2 separate regions of the Mus musculus genome follow, and region 2 is linked to region 1. Evidence: chromatin contacts called from public promoter capture Hi-C data. All regions are on one chromosome and are shown on one strand. The core of a region is the stretch at or near the end of the contact, and the rest is flanking DNA. Distances in the headings are between cores, read along the strand shown. Region 1 has its middle 180 kb from the start of Gm26178. Region 2 has its middle 9.7 kb from the start of Gm35627.

Region 1 (2,904 bases), core at 156-2,655:
TACTACCCTCAATTATAAAAAGACCTCAAATTATTTTTGCCTGACAGCATTAAGTGTTAGAGAAGAAGTAATGGACTCCCTCGTGCAATGCTAGTGTGACTACAAGTTATTACAGCGGCTGTGAAAGCTGTGTGGTCACACCAAGTAAATTGCTAGTGCTCACTCTCAGGGACGTGAAAGTTTCAGTCTGTGGTAAATTATGCTGGAATATGTGCATGCTCACTAAAAGTCACACATAGGAATATGCAAGGGTGCTTATTAATAATCACCCAGGAGTAAAATAGTTCGGAAGTCTCCCATCATTAATCAAACTTACTACACAGATATCATACAGGACAGATGAATAAATGAATGCCTGTTAAAAAGTAACCAATATAAAAATATATGCAAAATAATCTAAAATCAAAACAATAACTAAATAGACATAAAAAAACAGACACAAAAGTTCATGATATTTCATTTGTGTAACATTGCAAACAAACAAAATGTTTTAGCATTAATGAAAATCAGATGGACAATTTCTAAAAACTTGACTACAGGGGAGAAGTAGGAGGGTTTTCTTGCTAAGTCAATATAATATGCAAGCACCATTTACTTGTTTGAGTTAATTTTATATCCAGCTACTTCACCGAAGCTGGTTATCAGGTTTAGGAGTTCTCTGGTGGAATTTTACCAGTACCTCGGAGCTCTTGACTCTAGCTGCATATGTATCAAAAGATGGCCTAGTTGGCCATCACTGGAAAGAGAGGCCCATTGGACACGCAAACTTTATATGCCCCAGTACAGGGGAATGCCAGGGCCAAAAATATGGGAATGGGTGGGTAGGGAAGTGGGGTGGGGGTAGGGTATGGGGGACTTATGGGATAGCATTGGAAATGTAATTGAGGAAAATACGTAATAAAAAATATTTTAAAAAGTATGCAAGCGCCAACACTGGGCAATACCACTGAAGCCTTTCGACTTGCATAGTATCTGCAGTCACTATGAAATCTTGATGGCAACGTAGAAGATACCAGTCACTTGAGGTTGACTTACCTCTGTTACACAACCAAACTGTGTGTTACCTTCAACATTAGGGTCAAACCATTATTTTATGGTAGGCAACCAAGATGAATGGAGTAAAGCCTGGACGTGTGTGTGTTTGTGTGTGTGTGTGTGTGTGTGTGTGTGTGTGCATGGTTTTGTGTGTGCTTTCTCATTCATCAAAAATCCAAAGGAAATGAAGGTAAGCTATAAAACTTAGATTCAATTTTGCAGATGTTAAAACCAGGCCCTCTTTCTGTGACAGTCTTCTGGGATCCTTAAACCTGGAAGTGAAGGGGAATCCCTTCTAAGAGGCCACATCTGTGCAACATAACAGATTTACATACACATCTTGCCCAGGGAGCAGGGTGTTTGCCAAGTTTTCCTGGAAATAGGCTTCATCACATATGACTTTCCAGGCTAAAGCTAAGATTTAGGGTGTGGGACAATATAAAACATGTGGTCATGCAAGTGAGAGTTCAAGGAATCTTTGTTTTATATGTCTTCTTTATGATTTCGCTTGATTTGATGACTGTCACAAGCCCCCTGAAAATGATTTTACAAATTGTATCTCAGGACATCTTTCTCATAGTAGTTGTTAATAGAATTCTTGGAAGATGATTCAGTTTTCCCCCACACCAGGAGCTCTGGGCAGTTAGCCCAAGCTGTTTTAAATCTCAGTTTAAAGGTCTTATTCTTGATTGTCACTATTTGCCAGAAAGAAGTCTAGAGACATAGCAAATAGAGATGCCTCTGAAAGAACCAGAAGCAGAGATTTCAAAGCAGGTTTAAGGGGGCAAGGTGATTGAAGTTTAGACAAGCTATTATCCTCTGAGTGATATGGGGTTAATTGAGTATATTGTTTTATTTATTTTTTGACAATTGCCATGAATGCCCTGGGACTGGGTTTCTTCATTTCAGCTTCTAAATTAATTGTATCAGGGACCAAATATAATTATCAAGGTATTTCTCATTTTTTCCTATAGAAAACAGAGATTGCCATTATGTAAAACCTCATTAATGTATCTCTATGGGGAAATTTTGTAAAAGAACATGAAATAAATTCAATAGGTTAAATTGCTAATTGATTCTCATATGTGAAGTAATGGCCATGAGGAATTCAATAACCATTTAAAACATGATTTCTAGTTTCTGGTATGTAGGGTGTGACCTAAAAGGCATAGTATGCTGAAGTCTACACAAGCTGATATACTGGACACCTTCATTTCTACTCTTATTTCTGCTCCTGGCTGTGAAGTCAGAAGCATTCATCTTCCAGATTCTTGTAGTGTTGACAGCAGATGTTCACAGGATCATTCCTCATCTCTATGTTGACTCACTAAAGAAAAGACCCTAACCCCAGTTCCTATATCCAGGAATTAATGGACATAGGAACAGAGCAAAGGCACAGTCGCACTTGCAACATTCAGCATAGTAAAGGCCATCAAAATGTCTGAGCTCTCTGTGTGCTTTTTCTGTGGTCATGGAGAAGCAACATTGCGACCAAAGTTTCCCTTTGCTGAGCTCTGCTTTCATTGTTTTTCCCAGAGCTGTTGACTTGTGGGCAGCCTACTCACTAAAGTTCCCCTATCCAAATCTCCATTTCAGAGCCTCTGTCTTGGGATCTCTGTCCTATGTTGAGTAATATGCAAAGAAAATGTGTGAGAAAAATTTAGAAGATACTGGTAAAAAAGGCCTGTCTTGTGGGGATAAGATAAAAAAGATCTGTATATAGGACATGTGATCACTGATATGGTTTGATAGATACTTGGAATTTGGGATATTTTAAATAATGATCTCAGGCCATATAAAAATTTTAGAAGGTTTCACATTAATAAAGATAAGTGTGAAAATGTTTATTCACTATTGAAGTAGGCTTAA
Region 2 (2,700 bases), core at 22-2,521, 450 kb before region 1:
AAACACTTTGAGGATCTCCATGGGATGAATGGGCCGTACAAGTACCACAGGTTGTCGGCATGCCAACCTCATTCATCTGCAGGAGCTGGGGGCGGGGTTTGTATAGTTTCTAGGGTCTTTCAAGTTTCCCTTCCCAGAAGTGGTTGACTCTAACAAATCGTTCAGGAGGAACGTCTCTCTAATGTATTTTTGTATGGGAGGACTTCCTGGGGCAGAGGGAGTCATGTGTATCAGCCGGTCTCTGTTCATTGTGCAAAGGCCTGCAGCCATCTGGACCACCCAGGGCCTGTGTTTTTCTAAGAAGGGCAGGATGAAGGACAGGGGATTGACACCTCAGCCCCAGGGCGATGACCAGATGGCAAACTGCTTGTTTTCACTGGATTCAGAGCAACTGAATGGCCCCGGGAAAGCCAGTGTGGTTTTTGTCTTCAGCACCCAACCATCTTCCTCGTCCAAGACAGAGGTCTCTTCTCAGGCAGCAGCAAGGTCACTCAGATGATGACAGTGTGAAGCAGTGTCCACGGTGTCCGTGGCACGGCCAGGGAATTCAGAACGCTAGCCCTGGTGCCTGCATCTCACTGAGGCGAAGCCCTGCTGTGGAGCCAGAGGTGGAGAACGAGTGGTCTGGTCGTGTTGCTGCCGGACCAGCCGCCCAGCTTCTCAGGCTTAATGAAACAGGGTGCAAACAGACCTTGTCAGACGAAATGAATTATGGGAAGGAGAAGCTTAATGGATATCTTCTGCCATGACTCTGTGCCTTTGCTCTCAGGAGATCCTCCAACACTTTTCAGATGTGAAATGCAAAACCTAAAAGATGCCGAATGTGGATATGCCTAAAACGGAAGTAATCCATCTATCTATCTCTTAGTACACCAGAATAAGTGTGCATAACGGTGTACATGTGTGCAGCGATCTGTCCTTGTCCTCTGCTGGCCTCCAGGTCCTCCACTGTCTGGCAGCCCCACTGCTTTTTAGCCACACGCTTCCTGCCAGTATAAATGTATTAAGCAAGGAAACACATAGACAAAGTCTAGCTCATCGGGGCGTCTCAGTAATAAATTCTTAATTTTAAGCATTCTTTCTGAAAGATTTTTCTTTCAGCGTACACACACACACACACACACACACACACACACACACACACACACACACACACACACACACCTGGGTCTGGATGGATGTAATTGTAGGGCAATTTTACTGCCTGCTTATATACACTACTTTCTAGCAGTGAATTTCAAGGCCAGCAGAGGGCACCAAAGCACAACGGAGAGGCAGCAATACAAGCTCTAGTAGTGTTGTTTTGGTTCATGGTCTCTGGACAGGCTCACAGGTTAGCTTGACCAAACTCTGTTTTTCAGTCACTTGTGTCCTCTTCAGATTTTCAAGCTGATGGATTTGTCACTTCTCTCTTTGCTGTGAGAAAATACATTACAAACCATCTTAAAGAATAGTATATTTTGGCCTACAGTTTTAGGGCAAGGTCCGTCACAGTGCAGAAGGCATAGTACAAGGAGCCCGGGTGACTAGTGAGTGACATTGCATCTGAAGTGATGAAATAGAGAGGTGGGTGATGAGGCTCAGCTGGTCACTTCTCTTTTCCATTTTCATTTGGTCTCAGACCTTAGCCCATGATGCCACCCACACTCAGAATGGGTCTTTAGATTTCAGTTAAATCTTTCTGGAAGCATGCTTACAGACATACCTCTGGATTGACAGTCAGGGTTAATCATTGAGCCTTTAGGGAGAATGGCAAAGGCAGAGATTTGGATAACTGTTCCTGATGTCTAAATTGGAAGTGACGATGTTGGTTATCATTCATGGTAGGCTTCTTATGCACTTGATGATGCCCCAAGCTTCCGTGTGATTAAACCTCTCTGATGATCATAGTACCACAGTGCATGGAGATTTGTGAGGTATCTGGAGGGGAGAGTAGCCCTAACTTGACCTGAGACATGGTGATCCATGATGCTGATATAACCAAGGGCAACAGTGAGAACAAAGGGCAAAGATTATCATCAATTTAGGGCATACGCAATTGATAAATAGGAGTTGTCACCACATGTATTCAAAGGAGTTGTTTCATAAATAGGAAGAATTGCGAGGTGACGATGTTAGAGCTGATTTTTGCATGTGAATGTATGTCTTCATATGTGTGAGTACACAGGAGTATGAGGTTACACATGTATACAAATGTATAGCTATGTGCATATGGGGTCCTCGAAGTTGATGTCAGCTGTCTTTCTCCATAGCTATTCATTTTATTTATTGAGGCAGGGTCTCCCATCGAACCAGAACTTAATGGTTCTGACTGGCCTGACTAGCCAGCATACGCTAGGATCCCATTTCTGCTTGCCAACTCCCTGGTTTACAGCAGGTTATGTCTGCCCTGATTTTATGTGGGTTTTAGAAATCAGAACTCTGATTCTCAAGCTTGCATGGCAATTGCTTTATCCATCAGCCATCTCTCCAACCTTGACCTTTGAACTCGAGATCCTCTTGCCTTAGCTTTCTGAGTGTCAGGATTACAGCCTTATGCCACGACACCCAGGTCTATGGAAGTTTCCTAATGGTCTGCTTACAAACCCAATGAACTTGGGCTCCTTGTGTTCCTCCCCAATGCCTCAGTTTCTTCCTCTATAAGTTAGAGCTGGCAATAGCAATCATCTCATGATGTGAAACTTGCATTAGAGCATATAG

What was found. Promoter capture Hi-C pulls out the DNA fragments that hold promoters and counts their contacts.
Region 2: a promoter capture Hi-C map of the 3T3-L1 cell line shows a contact between it and region 1, with 4 times the contacts expected there. The contact joins two enhancer-like sites. A contact is called at or near these places in 4 of 39 promoter capture datasets (the 3T3-L1 cell line, 3T3-L1-derived adipocytes, embryonic stem cells and 1 more) and 1 of 484 Hi-C or Micro-C datasets (cortical neurons).

What each region holds. Positions count from the first base shown.
Region 1 is chr15:57,058,487-57,061,390 of GRCm38.p6, reverse strand. No RefSeq gene overlaps it. Among named protein-coding and RNA genes, the nearest start is that of Gm26178, 180 kb to the left of the region's middle. Within about 2 kb of position 1,405, at least 5 of the 459 cell types and tissues checked have an H3K27ac peak or open chromatin away from gene starts, as enhancers often do.
Region 2 is chr15:57,507,257-57,509,956 of GRCm38.p6, reverse strand. No RefSeq gene overlaps it. Among named protein-coding and RNA genes, the nearest start is that of Gm35627, 9.7 kb to the left of the region's middle. Within about 2 kb of position 1,271, at least 17 of the 459 cell types and tissues checked have an H3K27ac peak or open chromatin away from gene starts, as enhancers often do.